Regions from separate parts of the Macaca mulatta genome. Here region 2 is linked to region 1. Evidence: chromatin contacts called from public Hi-C data. All regions are on one chromosome and are shown on one strand. The core of a region is the stretch at or near the end of the contact, and the rest is flanking DNA. Distances in the headings are between cores, read along the strand shown.

Region 1 (6,701 bases), core at 2,158-4,657:
AGGAGCAGGCAGTGAGATAAGGAGAGAATCAGAAGGGTGGTGTCCTGGAGGCTCGAGGGAAAATAGTCTTTCAAGAAGGAGGCGATCAGCTCCAGCAAACTGCTGTGGTCAAGAAAGAGGAACCTTCAGAATTACGTAATCATTCATGCAGAGGCTTTATCTCCAGAATTAGGCAGTTAGTTCATCAATGCAGGACATGTGCCAATTCAGCTTTTGTGTCCCATCTTATCACTCAGTCCATGCTTAGCACATAGTGGGCACTCGGTAAATGTGTGCAGGTAATATTTCGAGAATAGTCTGGATAAAATAAAGCTCTTCTCCTTAGAGTCAGTGGTGGGTACATTTGCCTATTCATGGAGTTTAAAATCTTTGCCCTAAGAGTTTTTTGGGTAAATTGGACACGGAAAGAAGAGCAAGGGGGAACGAATGACTAGCTTTGTTTATTTCACACTTGTCCCTATCCAGGGTGTCTCTAGTAACTCTAGGGAGGGTGGCCAGAGGGAATGGGGACAGCCTCTGCTGGAGGGTGTAATCAAAGGCTAACTCAGTCATCTCTTTTAGATGCCAAGGGCCTGTCCAACCCCTCTGAGGTGGAGACTCTGCGAGAGAAGGTTTATGCCACCCTCGAGGCCTACACCAAGCAGAAGTATCCAGACCAGCCAGGCAGGTGAGAGAGTGCTGGCATAATGGCAGTAACAGCAGCAACTACTCCCATTCTTCAACTATTGAGCCCCTAAAGTGCAGCAGGCAAAGTTTAGGTGTTTTCAAATGTTATTTAGTCTTCATAACAAGCTGAAAGCCACAAAAATGTTAATTCCATGGTGATAGCGGCCTTATCTGTCTTATTCACCATTCACTCCTCTAACCTCCACAGGTAAAGCAGTGCCTGACACATAGCACACATCTTTAAATGGAGGATGAATAGCAAACAAATGAATAAATGTGGGAATTATTATCTCCGATTTCTATCAAAAAACAGAACCTCAGAAATGTTAAGTAACTTGCTGAAGACCATAATGCTAGCACGTGGTGGAGGTGAGATGTGAACCCAGTTCGTGTGATTTCACAGAGCCTGTGTTTGAGGTGTGACTGCATTGCTTTCTGGTCTGCCCCCATAGAAACCCCCATGCAGGAGGAAGTACAGGCTTTGGTAGCCAGAAGGCATGGCTGCTGGTCCCCAGGGTGCCATGTGTGTGGCATCTGGGAAGGTGCTGGGTCTGGGTCTGGGCTCCTCATTTGGAAAGGTGGATGTCGGTCTAGCAGATCTCTGAGGCCATCTAGCAGTATAGGTATTTCTGAGTTATTAAAAGATATTCTCAAAAGTTTTTTCCAAAGTACAGCTAAGCCAAAGAGTTTTCCCTCTCTGCTAATGCCAGTTAAAATGAGAAAACATGATCCTCAAATCTCGTAGAAATTGGAAATGAAACTGAAAAGACTGTCTTAAAGACATTAATTTTGTTTGAGGGATTAATTTTACATGCTGCCAATGCTCACTAATTATTTCTATTCCTCTGTGAAGTCTAATATCTACTTAGCTGTTTATCCTGGATCATAAGCCGACATCTAGCAATTGTCCAGAAGAGACTGAGCTGTGTTTTGTGTTGGAGGCTGTGGATGAATTCGAGTAGGTGGGTTTTGGCCCTTTGGTGCAATGAATAGGCAGGGCCTAGTTTATTAGTGAGATGAAGCTGAATAGACCCACCAGATGCCACCAGTTTAACACAAGCATCTATTGCTTGCTCTCAAATCCGGGTGGGCAGTCAGTTCAGAGAGCTGGTTGTCTTGCACGCCATCACTCAGGGACCAAGGCACCTTTTTTCCTGTGTCTCCACCATGACCCAGAGCCATACTGTGTTTTGCATCCAGATGATGGAAGCTGGAAGAGGTGGAGGAGCAGAGAGGCGAGGCCATATGGGCCAGACCTGGGTCTTAGAGCGCCCTCACCTTTTCCTTCACTTTCATTGGCTGATTCCAAGTCACGTGGCCCAGCTGGCCACAAAGGAGGCTGGAGAATGTACCCTGTTGTATGCCAAGGAAGAGAAGAAAAGATTGGATTTTGGTGAATCTAGCAGTTCACTATAGATGAGATTGAGAGAGCCCTGATCAAGGGGTCAGGACGTGGCTGCCAGCATTGGCTTGGCCTCTGTCAGGTGTGAGCCCTGAGCAAGTCATCTTAACTGAAGCCCTGAGCTGGATGCTTTCTATCAAATCTTTCGTTTTTTGAGCACATATTGTGTGCAGGGCATTAGAAATAATGAGTGTCATACATTTTCCTGAAATTGGCTCTATGACTTGCTGTTTTTCTTTAAAAACCAACAAAAAACTCCAACTCACTTTTTTTCCTAATTATAAAAGCAATGCATGCTTTGGTTAAAAAAAAAAAAATTAGAAAAATATTTTTTAAAAATACGCAGTGGCTCACGCCTGTAATCCCAGCACTTTGGTAGGCCGAGGCTGATGGATCACCTGAGGTCGGTTGTTCGAGACCAGCCTGACCAACATGTAGCAATCCCGTCTCTACTAATAATACAAAAATTAGCCCGGTGTGGTGGCATGCGCCTATAATCCCAGCTACTTGGGAGGTTGAGGCAGGAGAATCACTTGAACTGGTGAGGCGGAAGTTGTGGTGAGCCGAGATCGTGCCATTGCACTCCAGCCTGGAGGACAAGAGCGAAACTCCATCAAAAAAAAAAAAAAAAAAAAAAAAAAAGCAGATAATAAGAACTTATTGTAAATATTTTGGTATATTTCTTTCCAGTATCCTCATGTATCTATTATATCTTGTGTGTATCTTCGTATATCTATTATGTATTATATATATCCTGTATGCATTTCTAGATATGAAATTATACAGTTTTGTGTGTTATTTTCTTCCCTTAGCCATTCTAGAAATTGTATTCAATTATTGACAACTACAAATTATCATTTTCAAGGGTTTTGTAATATTTTGCAGTGTGACCATATCCTAATGTATTTAGCCATTGCCCTGTGATTGACATTTGGGTTGTTTCTAATTCATATCACTTTGAAAATTTTGGAACTTGACTCTTCTGCCGGAAGACGGCTGGTAGGGGGCTGGGCTGCCTCCACACACTGGGGAGAGAGGCCAACATTTGTTGCCAGGACTAGGGCAGAGCCTGGAACTGCAGAGAGGTAGCAGAGGATGGGTCCATTGCATAGTCTCCTGGGTTTGTCCAGCACAGCTTGGACTGAGGGTGACTGCCCTGATCAAGTGTTCACAGTTGGCTCAGCAAGTATATCAGGGGTGTCACTGGCCAGGCATGTGGGTGTGCTGAGGGCTGGTCACCTCTGGTCGGCAGAACCTGGTTGAAGGGGATCCTGGCACAGCCAGGTAGAGGCGGATTTCTCAGTGGGAGAGTGCTGCCACGCTGTGGAGATGTCTCAGAAGTGCATGTCACAGGGGCCACGTTCTGCTTTCGCTCTGATCAGAAAGCAGAGCTCAAAAGTCAGGTCACAGAACTCACACACACACTCTCTTGCACGCACAGCAGGCACCTTCAAAGGCGTAAATCCCTCTTGCTGCTAACCTGTGGGCAAGGAATGCTGGGACATTCGTCTATTAGATTTGATCTCAGTTCCTAAATCCAGGTCACACAACAAAGAGGGCAGTACGATGGCATACTTAGAATTTTGGATGTTGTAAAATCTTGGGCTTTTTAGAGTTAAAAAAAAATTTTAGAGTTAATCCCAGTCTAACTTTGCACTTATGGAGAAGCCGTTTCCTTTGCCTACTTCCGTAAAGCTTAATGGCAGAGGCACAGCCAGGAGTTCAGACTCCTTATTGTCTAACGACCTCTTTCCTGAATGGTGATGCCACTCAAATGCTTTCAGGGGCTTTACCACTGGAGGCTTTCGAAGTAATGTGTGGCATTGGCATAGATCTTTAATTTTTCCATGCAGGGAAGCAATTTCTACTTTTTTCGATGGTGCCACTTTATTTTCCTTGTATTGCTACATTTCTTTAAAATGTCATATGGCATGAGTATAGAAATATACACATTTTCAAGGAACATTGAAATTCTCATTTGTACTTTTTCATGAAATGATGCTGTGACACTCAGTAAAGATTCATCTGGAACCAGAAATCTCTGACTTAGGGCCATAGTGACTAATGTGATTTTGGTCCTTGAGTTTTTTATTGGAAGTTGTGAGTAGAGTGACTTCATATCTAGTAGTATTAATAACATTAAAAATGAGCTGGCATTGCATTGTGCACAGAGGGCACAATGTCACAGACAGAGTGAAAAATGTCACAGAAAGAGGTGCCCGAAAGGACATGCAGATGGGAGATGAATTCCTTCACACACTGTTCTTTCTCCCTTTTGTGAACCTCACAAGTGTCTTCAGTTATCAAAAAATGTGTGTGAGGGTGTGTATGAGTGAGTGAGGATGTGTGTGTGTGCATGTGTGCATGTTGTAAGAACATGTTAGAGTGTGAGTGTGGAGTGTGTTTGCATGTGTGTATGTGTGAGTGCATGCATGCACATGTGTGTATATGAGTGTGCATGTGTACGTATGTGAGACCACAGGCATGAGATATGTGAGATTAAGTATGTGCACATTTGTAAGTATGTGTATTGTGTGTAATGTGCATGAATATAGTGCAAGAGCATATGAGTGTGTGGATGTGTGTACAAACACATGAAGTATGTGTGAAGGTGTATATACATGAGAGTGTGTGAAGGTGCGTGTGCATGAGTGTGTGTGAAGGTGCGTGTGCATGAGAGTGTGTGAAGGTGCATGTGCATGAGAGTGTGTGAAGGTGTGTGTGCATGCACATGTTGTGAAGTCATGTGAAAGTGTACATGAGTGGGCATGTGTATGTGTGAGGGTGTGTGTGAATGCATGTGTGTGAGGGAATGTGAGAGTGTAAGAGTGTGAATGTGCATGTATGTGAGTGGTGAGGATGTGTGTGCGGGCACATGGGTGTGAAGCATGTGCGAGTATGTGTGATAATGTGTGGGTCAGTGTGTATGCATGTGTGCATGTATCCTCTCCCCAAACAGACCATAGACTCCTCGGGGGCAGAGACTATGATTTTCTATCTCCTCTTTTCCTAATTTAAGGGTAAGCACAGACTAAGAAGTTGACCATAAAAATTGGTAACAATTGGCCGGGCACAGTGGCTCACGCCTGTAATCCCAGCACTTTGGGAGGCTGAGGTGCGTGGATCACCTGAGGTCAGGAATTCGAGACCAGCCTGGCCAACATGGCAAAATCCCGTCTCTACTAAAAATACAAAAATTTAGCCAGGTATTGTGGCGGGAGCCTGTATTTGCAGCTACTCGGGAGGCTGAGGCAGGAGAATTGCTTGAACCTGGGAGGCAGAGGTTGCAGTGAGCTGAGACTGGGCCGTTGCACTCCAGCCTGGGCAACAAGAGTGAAACTCAGTCTCAAAAAAAAAAAAAAAATTGGTAACAATTGGTTACAAATTGGCAACAAAAATTTGGTGACTGTGGACCCCAAGGCATGTGCCGGTAGTCTCACCTACTTAGGAAGCTGAGGCGAGAGGACTGCTTGAACCTAGGTACTCAGGTCCAGCCTGAGCAACATGGTGAGACCCCATTCTTAAAAAGACTTTTTGTGGGGGCTGGAAACTGAAACAAATTGATGGCATGATGGCTAGAGTAAGGTTCTCAAACATGTTCATCTAATGGTGACAGCTGCCATGGACTGAGCACATTCAGTGCCTCACGCTCGGCTCTAGGTGCCTCAGCAGATCTGTGTAGGTACCCGAGGGACACAGAGACTGTGAGGAGCCAGTATGGCTGGCAACGTGAGTGGACACAGTCATCTAGTTCTTCCTCTGCCCCACCGTGAGTGAGGGGAGCCGAGGGCAGTCCTGGGACATGGCTACAGAATTCAAGATTCTGGAAGGTTCATGTGCTACAACTTCTGCCTTTAAGGCTGACGAGCCCTCTAGCCTGTTTCTGAAGCTCTCTAGGCTTAGAGATTCTGTGATTCCCTTGTCTCCCCTTCCAGCTCTTTTATCACAGATTGGTAGAGAAGACCAAGTGGACAGCCTCCCGCCAGCAGGTGCAGGTGTGCAGTGCATGCCCATCCCTGTTCCTGATGCTTCTTGGCTTTCCTGCAGGTTTGCCAAGCTGCTGCTGCGCCTCCCAGCTCTGCGCTCCATTGGCTTGAAATGTCTGGAGCACCTCTTCTTCTTCAAGCTCATCGGGGACACCCCCATTGACACCTTCCTCATGGAGATGTTGGAGACCCCGCTGCAGATCACCTGAGCCCTACCAGCCACAGCCTCCCCATCCAGGATGATCCCCGGGCAGGTGTGTGTGGACCCCCACCCTACACTTTCCTCCACCTCCCACCCTGACCCCCTTCCTGTCCCAAAATGTGATGCTTATAATAAAGAAAACCTTTCTACACATGAGACTTTTATAGGTGGACTTTTGTATAGATGTTAAAGGTAATACGCTTTGCTGTCTACAGGGCTGTGGGACTTACTGGAAGTTCTTGGGAAAACTAACCAAGCCTCTGTACATACAATTGGTTTAAATTATTTTTTCATTTGCCCTGGAAAGCAAACAAATGAGTAATAAAATAATATATGTGAAATTGGCACTGCCGGAGCATGGGGTGTGTTATTGTGCTACAGGGAAGTCGACTCAGACATGGAGAAGGGATATCAGAGGCTGGGGTCCTGAGACCATAAATCCCAG
Region 2 (6,701 bases), core at 1,884-4,383, 190 kb before region 1:
GTAAAGGGAATCCATGCTGAAACAACGAGAATTGAGACCTGTTGAAAGAAAAGAGGGACTAGGGAAAGAGGACCACTGACTACAGAATGTGCGAGAAGAAAGGCGTGAGGGTGTTTGCAAAGACAGCTTTTAAGGGCACTAAGTTGTAAGAGGGTAGGGCAGCAGAGACAGAGCCCTTAGGCAAAATGGAGCCACTTGGGAGGAAGGGAGTGCTCTGTGGTTGTCATCCTGTGCCACCTTGTGGCCATCTTATCACTTCTCATCAAATAGTCCACCTTCTCTTATTCACTTTATATTTCTAATTGCTCCTACATCCTGGAAAGTCAACGTCACTTGAGTTGCACCCATAGCAACGCTTAATTTTAGTGGTGGATCTCAGGACACTGATTTCTTTGAACTCTCGTTGGTAGTGTGGAAGGAATTGATTGTGGAATACTGAGAGTTACAAGAGAAAGAGGTGGAAAGCAGTCAAGGTTCTCATATATTTCTTTTTCCACTGTGCTGCTAACACACTAATAAACTATTGTAGAGAATTTCCACTATCAATGGATGACAGTTCATATTGACTCTTGTATTAAAGTAGAAATGAAAATGGATTATGATGCTTTACTGAATTCTAAGCAAAAGCTTGTTTGCTTAATTAATGTCTTGGACTCCAAGTACAGCCTATAGCAATAAAGGAGCAAATAACTATGAGAAAGAATGCCCTACTCTCCTTGCTCAAAGAATGGTTGTGTCAGAGACACTCCTGTGGTGGCAAGCTGCTGTGGGTTTGGGATTATGGCTCTAGAATAATATTAGTCAATACCTATTCAGCACTTGCAAATGCCAGATGCTATTCCAAGCACTTTATGTGATCAACCTATTCAATTGTCACAACAACTCTGTGAAGTTTGTGCCATTAGTATCCCCCTTTTACAGACAAGGAAGCTGAGGTTGAGTAACTTGTTTAGGGTCACCACACAGTAATCACCACAGTGGAAATCAGAACCCAGGGGTTTGTGCCAGCAGCCACTAGAGTGTTCTGTCTTCTTTATACCCATGTTCTATTTACAACGTCAAGTACACATATGTCTGGGAACTCTGGCCCTTCTTCTGTGTATCCTACTATTTCTAGAGTTGTCTGCCCTACAGTGTCATTTCTCCTGACTAGGAGCTTCTGAGAAAAGGCTTTCACTTCAGCTTTTTCCACTCGTCTTTGTTCTCCTCCCACTGCCTCTTTTCCAAACACTCAGACTATACTGATTCAGCAATGAATGAGGATGTCCAGGATACTGTGATATTTAAAAAAATGATGGAAGAGTAGGAGTTAGGGAAGGTGAACCCTATTTGAGTCTTGCCTCCCCAAGGCTTAACATGCAGAGAGCCATTTAGATGGCTACAAGGTAACATGAGAGAAAAACATACACCAACCTGCCTACATCGTGGGGAGTGATATTGAGCTCTTGAGGCCAGTGGATCTGAGGTCCAGATGTTAACAATATTCCTTGTCCCCTTAAATGGCTTGAAAGCCTGAAATATAATTCACCTAAATTCTAGCAGCTAGAGTGACTTGAAATACCAGTAAGGTAGACCAGCTATATGAAAAGAGGAAAGGAAGAGTCAGGAAACAGTAGAAGCCAAAAAACTTTCTTTTGAGTTGTTAGAAAAGTAAAGAGAGTCAGCCTGCCCTTCTCTCTGCTATACCATTTCAGAGCTCTATGGAGAACAAGATGCTAGACTCCTAATGAAGATAGATTCCAGCTAAGGTTCAAAAATAAAACAAGAAAACCTCCCGAGGGACCTATGGAGAACTGACTGGGCAGAGGTGCTCAAGTATGTGAAAATTATAGTAACACTGGTTTTATAAGTCAGAGCCCGGAACATCAAAGCACAACATAACATTGGTATATTTCCGTAATGGAAAATGAAGACCTTTCCTTTTATTAATAATGTTCCTGGAAAAGCAACTCTCTATATAGGGAACTCAGAATTACAGCACCCTTTCTGTAGTCAGAAACAAGCTTGGAAGTGAAGTAAAAACAGTATAATAATGTGAGCAATGGGAAGTGACTTCAGCAGAATGGAGGCAAAGCCATTGTGAGAATAGGAGAGATTCAGCCAGGCACTATCAGAAGAGAAGGGAAGGGGGTAACACAATGATTTGAAAAGTACAAAGATGTCATGTATGTGGGGCTTTAAAAATTAACATTGTTTTTCCTTTCAGAAAATAGACAAGGTCTGCACAGCTAAGAAGAACAATTCCATGTTTTATGTGCATTTGATGAAAAAACAACTGAAGTAAATCTAAAATAATTCTGACGAAGAACTGATCATAGTCTATGACTCCTGAAGGTTTCTGAAGAAAGTAGCATACATGCTCTGAGTGCTGATTGGATGCAAATTCTTTGCTGGTTATTCAGGCATCCTTCTATCCTTTCTCTTCTGGGCCTATGAGTTAAATCAGCCATAAGACTAACAAACACGCAGCCTGGATTTGCAGGGGCAGGACTAATTTAAACCAGCCACTTTCCCCACCAGTTCAATAGCTGTTTTTTTTCCATCTTGTATCCTGATAATGGACCAGAAAATGTAGTCATTTTATCCATGAAAGAGAAGCTTACAGAATTTTCATTTCCTTCTAATTTTCCTCCCATTGGTTCAGCTGTTGTCTTTCTTCTTTCAAACTTTTCAATTATTTCTTTTTTCTTTCCTCTCTGTTATCTTTCATTACTCTCGTATTTTCCCCCTGAAACTCTAGTCCTTGCTAGGTCTCACTAGTGTGCAGAACGGGGTTGGCAGAATACCAGTCACCTCACCTCACCTTCCCTCCTCCCCCTTCTCCTCTCCCTTCATTTCCCCTACCCTCCCACTCCCTTCTTTCTTTCCCTCCTTCTGACGGTATTCTCTTCCCCAGAAGCAGCATTTTCTTCTTCCACTCAGAACCTTACTTCACCAACATGCCCACGCCTTCCCTGAACCTGCACAATTACTGACTTTCTCCAAAGACCTGTTGCAACTGTCCCCACCCAGGGCTGTCATTATTATTATTGGGTTGTTTTGTTTTTCGATCTCAGGAGCAAACTCTGGAGTTGTGATCCAGTCACCTTCTTCAGCACATGACGCAGGGTACCCAGTAGGGTGTGATCTCAGACACGCAGGGGAGGGCTCCGTGGGCCCGTCGCGTATCCCAGCACTTTCACTTCCTGGGATTCCTCTGAAACCATCTTCTTGGCCCCACAGGAACACTCGACTTAAAAGTCTCCGCTCCTCCCTTAACTGGAAGATTGAGTTTTAGTCACTAACATCCATTTCACAGGCCAGGGGAAATACAGCCCCCTTCTCCGTCCAGTTTCTGTACCCTAACCCCGCCCTCCCAGGGAAGCTGACCACTCAGCTCGAGCTTATGTAGCAGCGCTTGATTGGTGGATCACGAAAAGCGCGCTAGAGAGGGCGGAACTCATTGGGCTGACTCTCCGCGCTTGGGAGGTGCCCTCGCCCCTGCAGGGACTTTGGCCGCTGCTCTGGGCGGCCTGTTGCCGTAGCAACCGCTGAAGCTCTGGGCTGCTGAGGCCGCCTGGCAGCAGGCCGAGCCCCACGCAGGTCCCGGGCTTGCCAGGGATACAAACTCCAGTTCCTTCAGAAAGCCTTCCAGATCGACGAGGAGAGGTGGGATAGTCCCGATGGCTCCACCTCGGCCAGCCACGGGAAGCCCTAAGTTTTATTCGTCATCCCCAAAGCATTATTATTATTCACCCTTAAGGTAAAAACCCACTTGCTTTTGACAGGAGCACAAGAAATACTTTTATTTTATGAGTTAGTGTAATTGCTTAAAATAAGTAAACTCTGAAAAGGTCGGCAATCAGCCTTTTTCTGTCACTTCCCTACTTTTGGCCTTTTATATGAAAAAACAAAACAAACAACCAACCAACCAAAAAAACCTTTCCTGCTGGTTTTTTATATACTTGCTAGACATTTACATTTTGTTATTTGGGTGCCTACAGTGTATTTCCGCCCACGTAGAGAGATTACACCACGAATCCCTGCCACCTTCTGAAAAGTAGGTGCAGTTTACCTACTTTCTGTTTTCAGATATGTGAAAAGACGCAGAAAGAGTAAAGGAATATGTCGAAGTTACTCCCGGTGGGATTGGGGCTGGCCGCGGGAAGGGACATTCCCACCATCTCATTTCGAACCACCTTGGTTTGCAGAGAAGAGACCTGGTTTTCTATCAGAAGGTGGAGGGTACTGCTGGGGGAAGTGGGTAACAAGCAGACAAAAAGGGAAAGTGGGAGAATGTACCTGGCATTCTTGGATATCCTCAGTGTAAAAATATTTCCCTTTCCCGAGTTGTTCTTATTTTATTTTTATGTATGCATGTATGTAGACATTTTAGCAAATAGTCAAAAAGCATTTGCAACTAAGTAGATCAGTAAGCTGGTTGGTGCCATTTTCTTTTCTTTCTTTTCTGTTTTGTTTGTTTGTTTGTTTGTTTGTTTGAGACAAGGTCTCACTCTGTCACCCAGGCTGGAGTGCAGTGGCACTCTCGGCTCACTGCAGCCTCCACCTCCTAGGCTCAAGTGATCCTCCCACCTCAGCCTCCCAAGTAGCTGGGACTACAGGCATGTGCCACCACACCTGGTTCATATTTGTATTTTTTTGTCGAGACAGGGTTTTGCCATGTTGGCCAGGCTGGTCTCGAGTTCCTGAGCTCAAGTGATCTGCCCATCTGGGCCTCCCAAAATGCTGGGAAACACAACGCCCAACGTCGGGCTCAAACACACGACCCTGAGATTAAGAGTCTCATGCTCTACCAACTGATCTAGCTGGGCACCCCGTTTTGGAATTTAAAAAGAATAAGAAAAAATATGACTGTTGAAGAATGCACTGGTTTTCTTATGCATTTGGATGTCTAAATTCTGATAATTAAAATTAGCCCATCTTTCCTTCTTTCTTTCTCTCTGTCTCTTCCATCTTTGTCTCATTTTCACACAAAGGATTTGGAGAAATGGCTTAATACAGTCATTTCATTTAAAGCTGCTTTGAAATATAAAAAAAATACAAACGTGAAGTATATTACTATTATTTTAGGCGTTGCCAAATTTATTACCGAAATTCTTAGTTCAGGTGAAACCCCATCTCTACCAAAAAATACAAAAATTAGCCGGGCGTGGTGGCACACGCTTGTTATCCCAGCTACCAGGGAGGCTGAGACGTAAATCACTTGAACCCAGAAGGTGGAGGTTGCAGTGACCCGATATTGTGCCTGCCACTGCAGTCCAGCCTGGGCTACAGAGTGAGGGCCTGTCTCAAAAAAAAAAAAAAAAAAAAAAAAAAAAAAAAAAAAAAAAAAGAAGAAGAAGAAGAAGAATTCTTAGTTATCACTGATTATATCCTGTGGTATTCAGTATTCAGATTAAAAGAGGCTACGGGTATGTCACTGAAAAAAATTATACAGCTAAAAGTAGAAAACATTGAACAAAATAATTTCCTGTTGACTTTGTAATTTGAGAAACATATTTTTAAAAATTTTATTTCTGCAACCTTTTGTAGGGATTCCTAATACTTTCTTTACATTTTTAGCGCCAATGTTGTTAATGAAATGTATAGCTTGAATTGCCAGAATTTGGGGGTTTTTGGGTCAAAAGGAGTCAAATATTTGCAGTTTCATATGATTCAACCTACTATGTGAATAGGGAAATTTTGTTTAAAAATATTTTTGAGTTTATCCTTTTTTGATATAAGTGATTACCTAATGTATTGGTTTTATAAGTTAAGATTTTATACACTTTCAGCAGGACATACTTAGACTTTACCAGACTTTTCTGTTTTGCACATGTGTATAGATATCCTGACTAGAAATTCAGGAATTTAAGGGCAACTAGAAATCTTTCAGCACATGTCTTTCACAGCATTAACCACAATCTTCCCTGACAAGTTGGAGGTTACTGACTTTGAAACATAGCCAGCTGCTGGGAACCCAATGTGTATTCCTTCCATGACCCTTAGAAACTGGCCTGTTTCTTATTAATGATTTTTTTTTGTTTTGTTTGAGGCATGTTATGGTCCATTGTTTTGGTTAATTTCCCGATCTTCTGCCATTCTTCTTGTACAACTCATTTTCTTTGTGGTAGGTCTTAGCAAAAGATACCGTGTACAGAAAAGGGGCTTCTGGAAATTATCATGTTTCAGCAACAAAATTGTTTAAACATCTGACAATCATTTACAACCAAACATCTCTGGTCCCATCCATGGAAAATATCACACATAGCAGAGAAAATTGAAAAGAGCTGGCAGAAGATATCTGTTGAGTTTGTATTGCACACTGTTCAAATGGGTTCCTAGGAAACCTCAGACTGGGGTTATTTTTTTTGTTTTACTTCAATTTAACTTGTTGGGTCTGTTCCCTTATGCTGAAAGTGGGGGATCAGAGTCTGGTTTTGAAGGTGAACTTGAGAAATTAATTAGTTCATTCTCCTCCTGTCTGGAAACTTGGCATCGTGATGGACTTAGAGTCTGATTCCAAAGGGCAGATGGAGACTCTTTGAAATTCTTGGACAGGCAAAATGTCTTCTGCCATCCCAGGATGCACTCTGCCTGCCCAAGAACCTTGCTCATGAAGTCTAGTCTTAGGTACCACTGTGCCGAGGGCTCTGTAGAAGGAGCAACTCCACATGGTTTGGACCAATTGTTTGTCAACCTAGGGAGTAAGCCTGATCTTT

The links. A called contact is a pair of places that touch in the nucleus more often than the background predicts.
Region 2: a contact with region 1 is called in a Hi-C map of blood, with 7 times the contacts expected there. The contact joins two enhancer-like sites. A contact is called at or near these places in 10 of 14 Hi-C or Micro-C datasets (CD4 T cells, blood, cortical neurons and 6 more).

What each region holds. Positions count from the first base shown.
Region 1 is chr1:23,057,712-23,064,412 of T2T-MMU8v2.0, reverse strand. RXRG (retinoid X receptor gamma) reads left to right here. Exons shown (of 10, transcript NM_001257610.1): 9 at 562-667; 10 at 6,116-6,602. The coding sequence ends at 6,263. Among named protein-coding and RNA genes, the nearest start is that of RXRG, 42 kb to the left of the region's middle. Within about 2 kb of position 3,407, at least 3 of the 40 cell types and tissues checked have an H3K27ac peak or open chromatin away from gene starts, as enhancers often do. A contact at or near this core is called in blood, where this site is marked.
Region 2 is chr1:23,251,878-23,258,578 of T2T-MMU8v2.0, reverse strand. No RefSeq gene overlaps it. Among named protein-coding and RNA genes, the nearest start is that of MGST3, 41 kb to the left of the region's middle. Within about 2 kb of position 3,133, at least 33 of the 40 cell types and tissues checked have an H3K27ac peak or open chromatin away from gene starts, as enhancers often do. A contact at or near this core is called in blood, where this site is marked.